Linked DNA regions of Mus musculus: region 1 is linked to region 2. A link is a contact called in public Hi-C data. All regions are on one chromosome and are shown on one strand. Each heading gives the region's core, a stretch centred on a gene start, on an enhancer-like site or on the middle of the called end of the contact. The rest is flanking DNA. Distances are from core to core; before and after follow the strand shown.

Evidence for each region. Hi-C and Micro-C count contacts between places; a contact is called where the count stands out from the background.
Region 1: a Hi-C map of hematopoietic stem and progenitor cells shows a contact between it and region 2, with 3 times the contacts expected there. The contact joins the promoter of Reep4 here to the enhancer-like site in region 2. A contact is called at or near these places in 2 of 39 promoter capture datasets (cranial neural crest and second pharyngeal arch cranial neural crest), 3 of 15 datasets of contacts at CTCF or cohesin (embryonic stem cells, large pre-B cells and pro-B cells), 34 of 484 Hi-C or Micro-C datasets (B cells, the Ba/F3 cell line, the C2C12 cell line and 19 more), 5 of 115 datasets of contacts at active chromatin or transcription factors (craniofacial prominence, forebrain, large pre-B cells and 2 more) and 4 of 9 other capture datasets (adipose tissue, embryonic stem cells, liver and 1 more).

What each region holds. Positions count from the first base shown.
Region 1 is chr14:70,543,287-70,550,019 of GRCm38.p6, forward strand. It overlaps Reep4 (receptor accessory protein 4), which reads left to right and starts at 1,965. Exons shown (of 8, transcript NM_180588.2): 1 at 1,965-2,452; 2 at 3,191-3,263; 3 at 3,644-3,720; 4 at 3,829-3,949; 5 at 4,381-4,494; 6 at 4,654-4,789; 7 at 4,899-5,053; 8 at 5,144-5,649. The coding sequence starts at 2,421. The coding sequence ends at 5,209.
Region 2 is chr14:69,859,520-69,866,103 of GRCm38.p6, forward strand. All of the region lies in intron 3 of Pebp4 (phosphatidylethanolamine binding protein 4), which reads left to right. It also overlaps the pseudogene Gm19017. Among named protein-coding and RNA genes, the nearest start is that of Pebp4, 22 kb to the left of the region's middle. Within about 2 kb of position 2,067, at least 92 of the 459 cell types and tissues checked have an H3K27ac peak or open chromatin away from gene starts, as enhancers often do. A contact at or near this core is called in B cells, the Ba/F3 cell line, the C2C12 cell line and 10 more, where this site is marked.

The DNA.
Region 1 (6,733 bases), core at 715-3,214, 680 kb after region 2:
ACCAGAGTTAACTTCTTTGTGACCCCCCCCCCCACCAGGGCCACTTGTAGCTGGCTGTTGCTGATTCCCAAGAGATTTGACCATGCCACACACACACATTTAGCCACTGGCCAGCAATATATACTGCTCGGTAACATTGGGCCATTTACTTCAAAAGCACATTTCTTTTTTTCTTTTAAAGGACTTATTTACTTTTATTTCATGTACACTGGTGTTTTGCTTTCATTTGTGTCTGAAGGTGCCTGATCCCCTGGAATTGGAGCTACAGACAGTTGTGAGCCACCATGTGGGTTCTGGGAATTGAATCCTGGTCCTCTGGAAGAGCAGCCAGTGCTCCTAACAGCTGAGTCATCTCTCCAGCCCCCTGAGGACATTTCTTAAATTTTTTTTTAAAGATCTTTGCAAAGATTAAGGCCGTGGGTAAATCGGAAATGCTTCTCTTTGCAGTAATCGCTGACAGAGACCCACAGTTGGACAACATAAAGAGACTGAGCCACTTCGGAGCAGTCAGACCTCAACGGGATGTCTCCCAGCCCTCCCTTCGAGGCTCCGGGATCTCTGCAAAAGTAGGGACAGACAGACTGTAAAAAGCAGGGGTGGTGGATGCCTCCACAGAAACAATCTTTTCCAGACCAAATGGGCAGATGCACACATGAATTCAGAGACTGTGGCAGCGTACACTCGCCCTGCATAAGCTCAAGCCAGACACAAAGACCAGCACAGAGGAGGGGAAGTGGGCACAAAGTCTCTCTCATCCCTAGCCATGAAGCTATTCGAAACTGATATCTGCTGGAAAAGGGAAAGTTAGTCTTCTCCAATGGAGCTGCACTGGGTATATTAACTATACTCCAGGGTAGGTCCCATGCTCAGGAGTAGTTGGCCATCACAAATCAGACTCCATGGTTCTGTTTGGTTTTTGGGGTGTGTGTGTATGTGCGCGCACTTGAAAGGCATAGGCAGGTAGATCTCTGAATTCAAGGCCAGCCTGATCTACAGATAGAGTTCCAGGACAGCCAGGGGTACAAAGAGAAACAATGTCTCAAAAAAAACCAAAAACAAAAACCCTACGATGATGATGATGATGAAGAAACTAAGGTACTAACGATGATGACGATGACAGTAATGATATATCTAAGTTTGTCAAATGTTATAGATAGCCAGTGTGGCCAATCTAATAAGAAGACGCTTCAACAATTCCATCATTTCGCACAACAACAACAAGAAGCACAAAACAGCAAGTGTTGATTTTAGAATTTTCTGGGATATCTCTATTCCTGTCTCAGAAACAGGTGGGTTTTCAAAATTCTAGGAAAGAAGATCCGGGGTGAACCCGGATCATCACTCAGTCTCTAAGACACTGGGGTCAGAATGCCCAGGTATATGGATCGTGGAAAGATGCTTTAGAAACAAGTGGAGTCCTGAAGCTGTCAGAAGGGTGATTCTCCAATCCCACTCTTCCCTCCTTTCTAGCATGGTCAGTCAGCTGGACTTCTGCGAAGGTAAGATCAGATCAGAACGTGCTTCCTGTGGGCCAACCACTCATTTCATTCTCTATCCCATTTTACAGAGATGGAGAAATGATAAAAAGGCATCCGAGGAACACTCTCGAGTTGTCTTTTATTTCCTCTCCTTTCCTTTTGTTTGTTTGCAACAGTGTATTGATGATACACCTGTAATCCAGCCTCACTGATAATTCTCCTGTCTCCACCTCAGAGACTCCTGTGCGCCACCCACACCTAGCTAGCAGTTCGGGGTTTTTTTGTTTTGTTTTGTTTTGTTTTGTTTTTTGTTTTGTTTTTTTCCTCCCTATCTGTCCACCTGCCAACCTTTCAGAAGACTATTCGACCGGCGGCCCCACCTCCGAAGTGCGCCGAGCATCGCCGCTTTAAGAGACGGTCCTTTTGTCTCCCTGACCTCGTCCCGCCCCTCTGAGGGCTCCATTGCGCCTGCGCCTGGAGCTTGAGCGCTGGGGTTGGGCAGGATCTGGTTCCGTGCAACTTTTAAGTGAGTTACAAACTCCGCCCCGAGACCGGTGCAGGTGGTCGGGCGCTCTGCCACCCGGGCGGCAGGTGAGAGCTGAGGTCCGGCCTGCCACCCGGACCCGAGACCAGCAGCGCCGCCCTCGACGGGGGACGAACGGTTCTCCGCGGCAGGAATTGTGGGACTGAGCCGCCAGGATTCGGCGAGGCGGAGGGACGCGCCCTCCCGCCTCGATCACAAGGCGGCTTCCTCTGCTAGGCCCTCGGTCCCCTGGTTCCGGGTTCTCCTGGCTCCCCGCACTGCGGGGTCGAAGTCAGGGGTGGTGATCTCCGCCTACACCGAGGGAGAGGTGTACTGCAGCACCACTCACCCCCTTGTCCCAGCTCCTGAGTGAGCGTCCCTCCGCTTGTCTCTTGGGGTCATCCCCCTAGGCTGTCAGGATGGTGTCCTGGATGATCTGTCGCCTGGTAGTGTGAGTATGGTCACTGTGAGACACCTCCCCCCTCCCTTTTGTCCCAGGATGCCAACCTGCCTTTGGGTGGAAACTGGGGACGTTTGTAAAGAAGGGAAAATTTAAAGACTTCATGACCCCGTTTCCCAGCACACACTTAACGGTCCTGGGGGTCTGAAGTGGGACCTGGTCACTGCATACCTTGTTTCCACCCTGCAGCCTTCTGGTCTGACAGAGACCCTTCCTGCAGACAGGTGCTGCTAGGGCTCAGGGCTTTTACCACCTACAGTCCTGTGAGAAGGTGATTAGGTACTGCTGTGGGCGGAGAATCTAGGTGCCTCCTTCCCATCTGAGCAGCCACATGACCCACCACCCTAGCTTCAGCTTCTGCAGCCTGCACCTCACTTTTGGATATCCCAATACCTGGCTCAAATGTCCCTCACTGCATGCTGGTGGTCCTGGGCCTGATTACGTGTAGTGGGAGCGGACAGCCTAGTGTTCTCACCCACCTTGTGTGTTCTCAGTCTGTCCTGTACCCATGGGCCACCAGCGCAGGCCTAGGCAGGCTTGGTATGTTTGTAAACAGCCGGGTGGGGAGGCAGCCTCCGGGGCACTGACTCAGGCACCCAGGGTTGTGCAAGCCAAGCGGGAAAAACAGGGCAGGCACTGCCATCTCGCACCCAGGTCAGGGGGAGCAGCCACCTGGCAGGGAGAGGGTGGGGCATGGTCCCCTCACACTTCCTGTGACTGCTGTTCCAGGCTCATATTTGGCATGCTGTATCCTGCGTATGCTTCCTACAAGGCCGTGAAGAGCAAGAACATTCGAGAATATGTGAGTGCAAAGAGTGGGGTAGACGACAACATTGAGGAATGGTCAGGGAGGTGGTAGGACTTGGTGATGCTGGAGGGCCTGGCCTGTCAGACTCCAGGGGCTCGATCGATGGTGGAACAGATCTCAAGTAGAGTGGTCTAGTGGAAGGAAGGCCAGCCATTATTAACAATAGCCATGGAGGATCTCGTGGGCGAAGCATGCTGGGGGGGGGGGCACTGGAACGGAAGGCAGTTTCTCAGGGGCTCCTGTCTAAGCAGATGTGGGAAACTGTAGCCAGCAATGCAGTGGGACTGGCTTTGAGGAATCTCTGGGTTGGGCAGGCTGGGGGCGGGTCCTGGCGGCTTAGGCTCGTGAGCTGAGCTCTGCACTCTGACCCACAGGTACGGTGGATGATGTATTGGATTGTCTTTGCGATCTTCATGGCAGCAGAAACCTTCACAGACATCTTCATTTCCTGGTCCGGCCCAAGGATTGGCAGGCCATGGGGTTGGGAAGGGCCTCACCACCACCACCACCACCACCTGGCCTCTGGCTCACACAAACCCCTCCCCTTGCTTACACACAGGTTCCCGTTTTATTACGAGTTCAAGATGGCTTTTGTGCTGTGGCTGCTCTCACCTTACACCAAGGGGGCCAGCCTGCTTTACCGAAAGTTTGTCCACCCATCCCTATCCCGCCATGAGAAGGTACCTCTGAGGGAGATAGAGCAGAAACAGGAGGGTGTGTCAGGGCAGTGTGTCAGAGCGAAAGCCCTGTATCTCAGGTTCAGGCAGCCAGAGGTGCCTGGGTCTTATTCCCTGTCCCTCTATAGTTTTGCTGTGGGACTGTGAAAGGGGTTGGCTTTCCCCATCCACCTGGATGATACATATGGACGACCTTTAGGGTTATGACAAGCCAGCAGGAAGTTGACGTGGGCATGGAAGAATGGAAGGGACACCCACTAAGTTGTGGAGAGGGTGTGTAGTTGGGGAGTCCTGCTTTCAGTTGTTCTGAACCTAAATCTGTGGCTCCTGGGTCCTGGGTAGGGCTCATGGGATTATGACAACCAGTGGCTTCTTGGGGTCTGCAAAGACGGTGGTTCTTTCGTTGATCTGAGCTCTCCGCCCTGGGTCTGCAGGAGATCGACGCGTGTATCGTGCAGGCAAAGGAGCGCAGCTATGAAACCATGCTCAGTTTTGGGAAGCGGAGCCTCAACATCGCTGCCTCAGCTGCTGTGCAGGCTGCTACCAAGGTGCCGTGGGCCCCGGTGATCACAGCGCCTCCCCCGCTCCCAGATCAGTTCTGAATCTTGTGCCCCAGAGATTAGCTGAAGGGCAGCTTCCCCGTTACAGCCCTTCCCCTCGCAGCCCTCCTCTGGAGTTAACAGCGGCTCCCATCCCTCACCTCCTAGAGTCAAGGCGCTCTAGCTGGAAGGCTGCGGAGTTTCTCTATGCAAGACCTGCGCTCTATCCCTGACACCCCTGTCCCCACCTACCAAGATCCCCTCTACCTGGAAGACCAGGTACCCCGACGTAGACCCCCTATTGGTAAGTGGAAAGAGGGGGAGCTGACCTCTCTGAGGACTAGAGGCAAGCTGGGCGTGACCCTAGGCTTGTATAAGTGCTCAGCTTTGCCCTGCGGGCCTCTCTTTGGCAGGATACCGGCCAGGCGGCCTGCAGGGCAGTGACACAGAGGATGAGTGTTGGTCAGACAATGAGATCGTCCCCCAGCCACCTGTTCGGCCCCGAGAGAAGCCTCTAGGCCGCAGCCAGAGCCTTCGGGTGGTCAAGAGGAAGCCATTGACTCGAGAGGTAAGTGTGTTGGAAGGACGGCATGAGGGGGGTGTGGATGGAGCTGCAGTGCCCACACCACTCAAGGTATACTGGCTTTCTCTTCCCAAGGGCACCTCACGCTCCCTGAAGGTCCGAACCCGGAAAAAGGCCATGCCCTCAGACATGGACAGCTAGAGTCTGCAGATTGAGGCCACCTTACCTCTGGAGCCAGCAGGGGACCTTTCGCTGCTACACCAGCTACCGGGGTTCTGCTCCGTCTGGCTTGTGCCTAAATGGCACATGGCGTGGTACCCTGCACAGGGAGACATTCACTATACCAAAGCAGCCCAGGCCTGGGGCCTATTTATTGCCTTCCTCTGCCTTTTACTTTCTCAGACACGGGACCAGAGCCCCACCAGTCCCTACCGACGAAACCAAAAGTCCAACCAGCTGTGTTCATTCCTTCTTGTCCTTCAAAATACTTGACAGCCTTTTCCAAGGCCTGGTGTGTGTGTGTGTGTGTGTGTGTGTGTGTGTTTACGTACACTAGCTGCATGTTTCGTGTTGGTGAGTGAGGTCAGGCTTATGAATATTTTTATATAAATAAATACCAAACAGTGTTTGGCCTCTCCTAATTTGTCTCTTCACATCTCATATTGTAGCTAACAACTCACTGCAGGCTCTGGCAAAGGGTGTAGAGACTGCTGGAAGATCTCTGTGCCCCATCCCAGCAGCAGTATTCTTACAGTTGCTCCTAGGGATCCTTGTGGAGTTAGGGTAGAGCCTGGTGTATTGGCACAAGCCTTTGATTCCAACATGGTTGAGGGGGAGAGGGCAGGAGGATTTCTGTGAGTCCAGCATGGTTTACATAGCCAGTTCCAGATCAGCTAGGACTAGAGAGACCCTGTCTCAAAAAACAAAAAACAAAGAGTCAGACTGATCTTGAAGGGTCAGTCGGGAATCAGTACTTACAGGAAGAGGCAAAGAGATGGGGAGCCTATAGAAACTGTACAGAGCAAACCTGAGGAGGCAGGCTAGGTCTTCCATGAACCTAGAGGAGCCACAGTTCAGTGAACTCTTCCTGTAGACATTCAGATACGATTAGGGTGAATTTGCACTCTAAGCCACAAGAGGGCAGCAGCTGCCTAGGGCCAGGCTGCCCCCACCTTCCAGGTCAAAGTGGGCGGGGCTCAGAGACGAGCCAACGCCTCACCCTGCTGGGGCCTGGATGCTGATGGGGCAGGCCAAAGGAATGATGATAGCCAATGATAGCCCTTGTCTGATGCTTGCCTTCTCCATCCATAGAGACCCAGGCGCTTGCCCTGGGTTGACTTTAATCCATCTCCTTTGATCCCTGGGTCATCTGCCCCTAAAGTAGGAGGCACGTTGTACCCAGGGTCCTCCCTCCTCCCACCCCATCTGTCCTTCCTTCCCACTTCGGAGTCAAGAGTGCTGGTTGGAGGAAAACTATGAGCTGCTAAATTGGAGTGTCCTGTGAGGATTAACTCTTGGTGTAGGGATTATCTGGGTTTTATTGGAGGGGAAGGCACTTAATCTGTGTGGCTGATTTAGCCTGGCATGGACTGGGGTTCAGTGGCTTTTCTCTATGGCATCCCCTCTGTATGTGATGCTGACTCTTACTGCCTCATTACTTCACCCAAAAGATGTGTTGCTAGGAACTGTAGGGGTGAGGAGACAAGGAAGTAGCCGCTATTACTA
Region 2 (6,584 bases), core at 817-3,316:
GATTTGCAATACTGCAAAGTAGAAAATCAAAAGGACCCCCCTGTCTCCCTGTCCCCTTGCCCCATGTCCCCCTGTCCCCCTCCCCCCAGCTGTCACTATCCATCTATGTCACCTAGAGCTGGTGTTGTACCCACCATGCTATGGTTTTGTGGCCCCGTGATGACACGTAGCCACTGTTACAGAGTAACCAGACAGGGTAAGCTCAGTGCCCACAAGGACACTTTGTATACTCCCTGCTTAGCCCTCCTCCCCCTAACATGCCTGGCAACTGCCGATCCTTTCACTCTTTCCAATTTGCTGGTTCCAGAGTGTAACGTAGCTGGAATCATTTGCCATGTAACCTTTTCAGATTGGCAGCGCCTCTGCAGCCATCAGTCATCTGAACTCCCCTGATATCTTCCTCCAGCCAATGGCCAACTGCCCTGGGCTCAGCTTTTCCCCCATGAATTGCTTTTCCTTTAAATGGACATTTCTATCCAAGACTTTGATGTGAACAGAGGACCACCCACTTCTGCCCCTGGCACCAACTTCAACATCCTCTCTCTCTCTTTTTTTTCTTTCCCGTTTCTCTAATATAAATGTATCCAGGGTAGAGATGTCTATATGCCTGGGGAAGAAACAATCACAGGTAGCTCTGGTGAGGTGAGATCCATGCTGCGATACGGAGCAGAGTGCAGGCCACTGGGAGCTTTGTCCCTCGGTAATAACAGGGTAAGCGTCACCATTTTTCAAAGCACTTTCCCTGTTATGACAGTCATTGCTGTGTGTTCTCCGCCATGCTGTAATTTCACATTTCTTATCTCACATCAGTCCCCGTAGACAGGCGGGACAGGTGTGGGGCTCTGTCTATGGCAGGGAATTCGAGGCCTAGAGAGGCAGAGGGAGTCTCCCCAGATCCTTCCAGAGAAGACAAGTGTGGGCTGTGGGCCGGGGGTGTAACTCAGTTGGTAGATTTCTTGCCTAGCGTACACAAAACCCTGGGCCTGATCCCCAGCCCTGAATAAAACCAAGCATGCTGGTGTACTTATAATCCCAGTACTCAGGAGATGGAGGCAGAAGGATGAGTTCCAAGTCATCTTTAGTTACGTGAGTTCAAGGTCAGCCTGAACTATGTCAGAGCCTGTTGGAGGGGCACACCTTGACCTACAGCCTTATACCCGTGGTTTTGCTGCCTCCAGGCCTTATCCAAGTCTCACCACAAGCTGGGAGACATTACTTTCATGTGACATGGAGGTCAAAGCTCTGAGACCCTGGCTTCTAAGCCATTCTCTGTTCCACTTATCTTTCCGTTCCCCGACGGTCATGTGAAAACATCTTCTGGCCCTCCTCCATGGGCCAGGCTCTGTGCTGAGCGCATTAGGAGTAGATTCTAGGAGACCAAGGCACCGGAAGAGGTTTCAGCTAGACTAAGAGGGTCCAGAACTAAGCTCATGTCCAGTGTTGCCACTTCCTGGTGAGGAGAGGGCCACCTGGAGGGTGCTCCACATGGCCCAACTGCCACCTCCTGCTCTAAGAGTGCCTCCCTCGCCCCCACATCCCACACTACTTTCTTGAGCCTGCATGGCCCAGTTCCTTCCCATAGTAATGAAAAGAATACAGGCCTAGGTGCCCAAATAAATGGCTTCCCATGTTCAGGGAAGAAGCCAGAACAGGAAACAATCACTTCCCTTTGCGTACGGGCTAGGACGATTCCAGAAATGTCACGTGTCTTAACCAAGGGACAGGTGGGCGTGGAGCAGGCCAGGTGTGGTGCGGGTGGCCTGCAATACGTACAGGTGGAGAACCCTGCAATTCTTTGCTGCTTTTTTGGGTCTGCAGGGGCAGAGTGACATTTGGGTATCTAGGCCTGTGTTCTTTCTACCGCTATGGGAATGTAGAGGGACTGGGCCATGCGTGCTCAGGGGAATGAAGGCCCCCAGACTCCCAAAAGGACGGTGTGGGTGGGATGTGGCAAAGGAGGAGAAGGTGCTGAAGGTGCTTCGGGGTTCCAGTTCCCTAGCCTGCTTGTGTAAACAGAGGCCTTCTGTTCGCTCCGAGGCTGTAACTGAAAGAGTTACCACCAGGGGGCGCGAGGTGACCGTCATCGTGCCCGAAACAACGCAAAGCCCGGAAGCTTGGCTGGGGCCACCAGGGCAGGAACACACAGGCTTCTCCTAGTTGGTGGAGCGGGATCCATGAATGAAGAAGGCACAGAGAATCCAACGTGTGGCTCTGGTGTGACGCTTGAGGTCCCAAGCCCCGCTGCGTCTATCTTTTCACCAGTCCAGAGTGAAACTGCACCTCTGTTACGACAGTGCAAAGAGCTAGCCGCCGAATGCTTTCCATTTTCAATGTCCCCAGTTCGCCCCTCACTCATGATTAGCCCGGGGGAAACTGCTGATGGGAAGAACATCGAGGGTACCTCCCACTGCCGACCCCAGATCACAAAGATTTTGAAACAGTGCTCGCGGTTTCCTAAGTGCAAACTGGGAGCTGTGAAAGCTGCCTGCCTCAGTTTACCGAGGTTTAGTTAGAATCTGAGCCTAGAGAATAAGAAACCAGGGACTCTCGGAAGATGTAAACCTTGGTGTCATTGCTTGGAGCTCTGCCACCTTGTGCAAACTCCCTGGCCCTCTAAGATTCCCTGTTCTCCCTTAGAGTCCCAAGAGTACCCCCTTTCAAGGCTAGGACCCAGAGGGCAGTCCTCTGTGGAATTCTTTCTCTGCCCCATCTGGACTGTTTTCCCCAGTGGGTGACTCCCTCCTGCTAGACACAGGTAGCTTCCAGGATCCATCCTCTCTCTCTCATTCATTTCTCTGTCCTCTCCTTAGTTGTCCCTCTTTTTCTTGGGTGGCCTTATCCACATACCAGTTGTCTCAACTCATATGACCACTGAGATGTCCTGTGGGCCCTTCATATCAAGCATCCAGTCCCCGCCTTACCCCTTACCAAACCTGTTTTATCCTCAGTTTTAACCCAGGACTGGGGGAGTGGAGGGGTGTCTCTGTCTCTCCCACTGTGCTACCAGAGCCCCATGGAAAGGTCTAGAAGCTGGCTATCTCTCCTTTCCTCAGGGTCCCTACTTTGGCAGCGGCTACCACTCTCTGGACCTAGCCTCTCACCTAGTTACCACCAAGCACCACTGTTTGTCCCCAAGGCTCAGCCTGTTCTCAATTCGGCCATCAGAGGGCGCCCTTAAGTCTGCGGGTCAGATGAGTCCAAGCCTTTGCCCAAAGTTTGTCAGGCTTCCCCTCAGTTTCCTGAGTAAGTGCCCAGTCGCTACCAGTGCCTGCCAGATAGATGCCCTGGCATCTGACCTGTTCCTCACATCCTCTCTACTCTCAGCTCCTCTGCACTTTGCCCACCTAACTTACCTGGTTTCCCAGTATTCCTGGGGTCCTTTGCACCAGAGAGCCACCTCTACCTTCTGACACCCCCACCCTCTCCAACCTTCTTCGAATGGCTCTCTCCCTTTTAGATGGTTGCCTGAAGGTCGCCTCCTCAGGGAGGCCTCGTAGAGTCCACTTATCCCCTTCCCCGTTTCTCATCCTATTCACAACCTTCCAGCCTACATGAATGTCCGTCAAGAATTCTGGGGTTTGCTAGTTTGTCTTTCTGCTGCTACCACGACCCCACAACTAGACTGTATGCTCTGGGAGAGCAGGGCTCTTCATCTGTTTAACCCAATGCTGTACCCTCAGATGGAGAACAATCTCTGCCACACAGCAGGCTCTTAATACAGATTGGTTGAATGGATGTGATTTGGTGAAGATTGACTTTCTTTCTTTCCTTCTCCTTTCCTTTTCCTTCCTTCCTTCCTTCCTTCCTTCCTTCCTTCCTTCCTCCCTCCCTCCCTCCCTCCCCCCTTCCCCCCTCTCTCTTTCTCTCTCTCTTTCTTTCTTTCTTTCTTTCTTTCTTTCTTTCTTTCTTTCTTTCTTTCTTTCTTTCGTAAACCTGGGCAGTTTTTCTTCTTTCTCTCCCAGTGCCTCCCCCAGATCCTCTCTTCCTTCTTTTCCCGTCAGTAAAGAAATATCAACTCAACACAGCACAACAAGACACGGATAAGACTCGGCAAGAACCCTCCTATCAGGGCTGGGGGTGGCAACCCAGTAGAAAGAAAAGAGCCCCAAGAACAGTCAAAAGAGTTAGAGACAGCGCCTACTCCTACTGCTCGGAGTCCGATAGAAATCCTAGGCTGAACAATCACAACATACATGCAGGGGAACTAGCACAGACCCACGCAGCTCCGAGATTGCCGCTCCAGTCTCTGTGAGCCCTATGGCTCATGTCTAGTTGATTCTGTGGGCTCTGTTCTTGTGGCTTCCCTGACCCTTCTGGCTCCTACAATTCTTCCTACCTACCTTCCGCAGGGTTCCCTACACTTCAAGAGGAGGGATTCAATAGAGATCTCCAATTCATCCATTTTTCTTTACAGTTTAATAAATACTTCTGATGACTGTGCATTGGTAAGGCTGCTTGGCGGTATTCAGAAAGATCACAGCAGTGGTAGTTTCCCGACAGTTTGTAGTCTTCAGTAATGATTTAGAGTGAGTTATAGGAAATCCCTGTCAAACCAGCAAGACCATACTTACACACCCATCATTCTCAGGATGGTTGGTAACTTGGGCACACATTCCCCAACCAACCTTGGGTCACAAGGCCCAACTGGCTCACATTCACGTCGACAACTGTACCTTTGGGGATCACACCCAGGGCCATTTACAGTGGGGATGTTGGATTCTTTTTCACACCAAGTTTTGTCAGGCAAAAGGTAGCTTTCAGCTCAGGATGTGTAGCATGGGCTTCTTTGAAACGTAGGCCCATTGGTTACTATAGGTTCTTACTATAGGTTACTATAGGTTCTTACTATAGGTTACTATAGGTTCTTACTATAGGTTACTATAGGTTCTTACTATAGGTTACTATAGGTTCTTACTATAGGTTACTATAGGTTCTTACTATAGGTTACTATAGGTTCTTACTATAGGTTACTATAGGTTCTTACTATAGGTTACTATAGGTTCTTACTATAGGTTACTATAGGTTCTTACTATAGGTTACTATAGGTTCTTACTATAGGTTACTATAGGTTACTATAGGTAGGTTTCTTGAAAAAACCATCGCCAACAAAGCAGACCGAGGAACCAGTCTCCTCCACACCTTCTTTCTCCCTTTTCTGTTTGAATAACTTCCAATCCTTCTGTTTCTCCTTGGGCATGAACTTTGGGTAGAGCGATGCCTCATTTTCTCTCTTTCTCCTTCGAGTCTGCTCAATCATGTTGGAACGTATGCATGCTCTATACAGTCCCTCTCCTGATCCATGCCGTCCCTCTCCTGATCCATGCCGTCCCTCTCCCGATCCATGCCGTCCCGATCCATGCCGTCCCTCTCCTGGTCCATGCCGTCCCTCTCCTGATTCATGCCGTTCCTCTCCTGATCCATGCCGTCCCTCTCCGTCCAGCAGACAGGCAAGTTCTGCTCCTGTGGACCGTACTCATCAGTGCTTTGGTTGGTGTTTCTCCTTTCATGCATCTTAATGGTGTTTTTCGTTTGTATTGTCTCGCATAGCCCTGTTTATGATAGAGTTTAGCCTTTAGGCCAATCTATCTCCTTCCTTCCTTCCTTCCTTCCTTCCTTCCTTCCTTCCTTCCTTCCTTCTTTTCTTCCTCCCTCCCTTCTTTCCTTTCTGTCTTTCTTTCCTTCTTTCTTTTCCTTCTTTGACCATTCATAGCCTCCTGACTTTCTTTGTTTTCCTTCTTTCTCATGGTAATTCAAAAAATATCCATAGGATTTATGGCATAACTCAATGTATTCATACTGTGGCATGATGATAGCCAGGGAGCTAAAAAAAAAAAAAAAAAAACCCTCAGTGCCTGGGTTTCACTGGCTCGAGTATGCAAAGTCTGTTGGTGTCTGACACTGACACTATATAGATGATGCTGATGATGCTGATGCTGGAGTTAATGAAGTGAGGAATAGTCTCAGCTACCGAGGTGACCAGTGTGGCCTTACAATTTTTTTTCCGAGACAGATTTTTCTCTGTGTAGCCCTGGTTGTCCTGGAACTCACTCTGTAGACCAGGCTGGCCTCAACCTCAGAAATCTGCCTGCCTCTGCCTCCCGAGTGCTGGGATTAAAGGCGTGCACCACCACCGTCCGGTGAGGCCTTACAATTTGACAGCCAAAGAAGACCAAAGCCTAGTTGGCAGGAAAGTGAAAATAATTTTCCTTTCTCTTACCTCCTCCTCTTCCTCTTCCTTCGCCTCCTCCTTCTTGCCCCTCTTCTCTCTCTCCCCTCCCCTCTGTTTCCTTTCTCCATTGCTGGAGACTGAACCTAGAACCTTGTGTGTGCCTGCCATTTACTCTTCCTCTTCTCTGCTCACTCCTCACTCCTTGGCTGAGAGATAACGGCAAAAAAATAAATAATAAAAAAGAGATGGGAAGGAAATATTATGTCTTTATATGAAGCGAGACATAAAAAAAAAAAAGCCAGACTCAGCTATTCAGACAGTAGACACCCAGGAAACCCAAGGAGGGAATGACCGAGTCTCTTCCCATGTCAGCACCCAGAGAGATAACTTTAGTGAAGTCTGAGGGCTAGGTGGA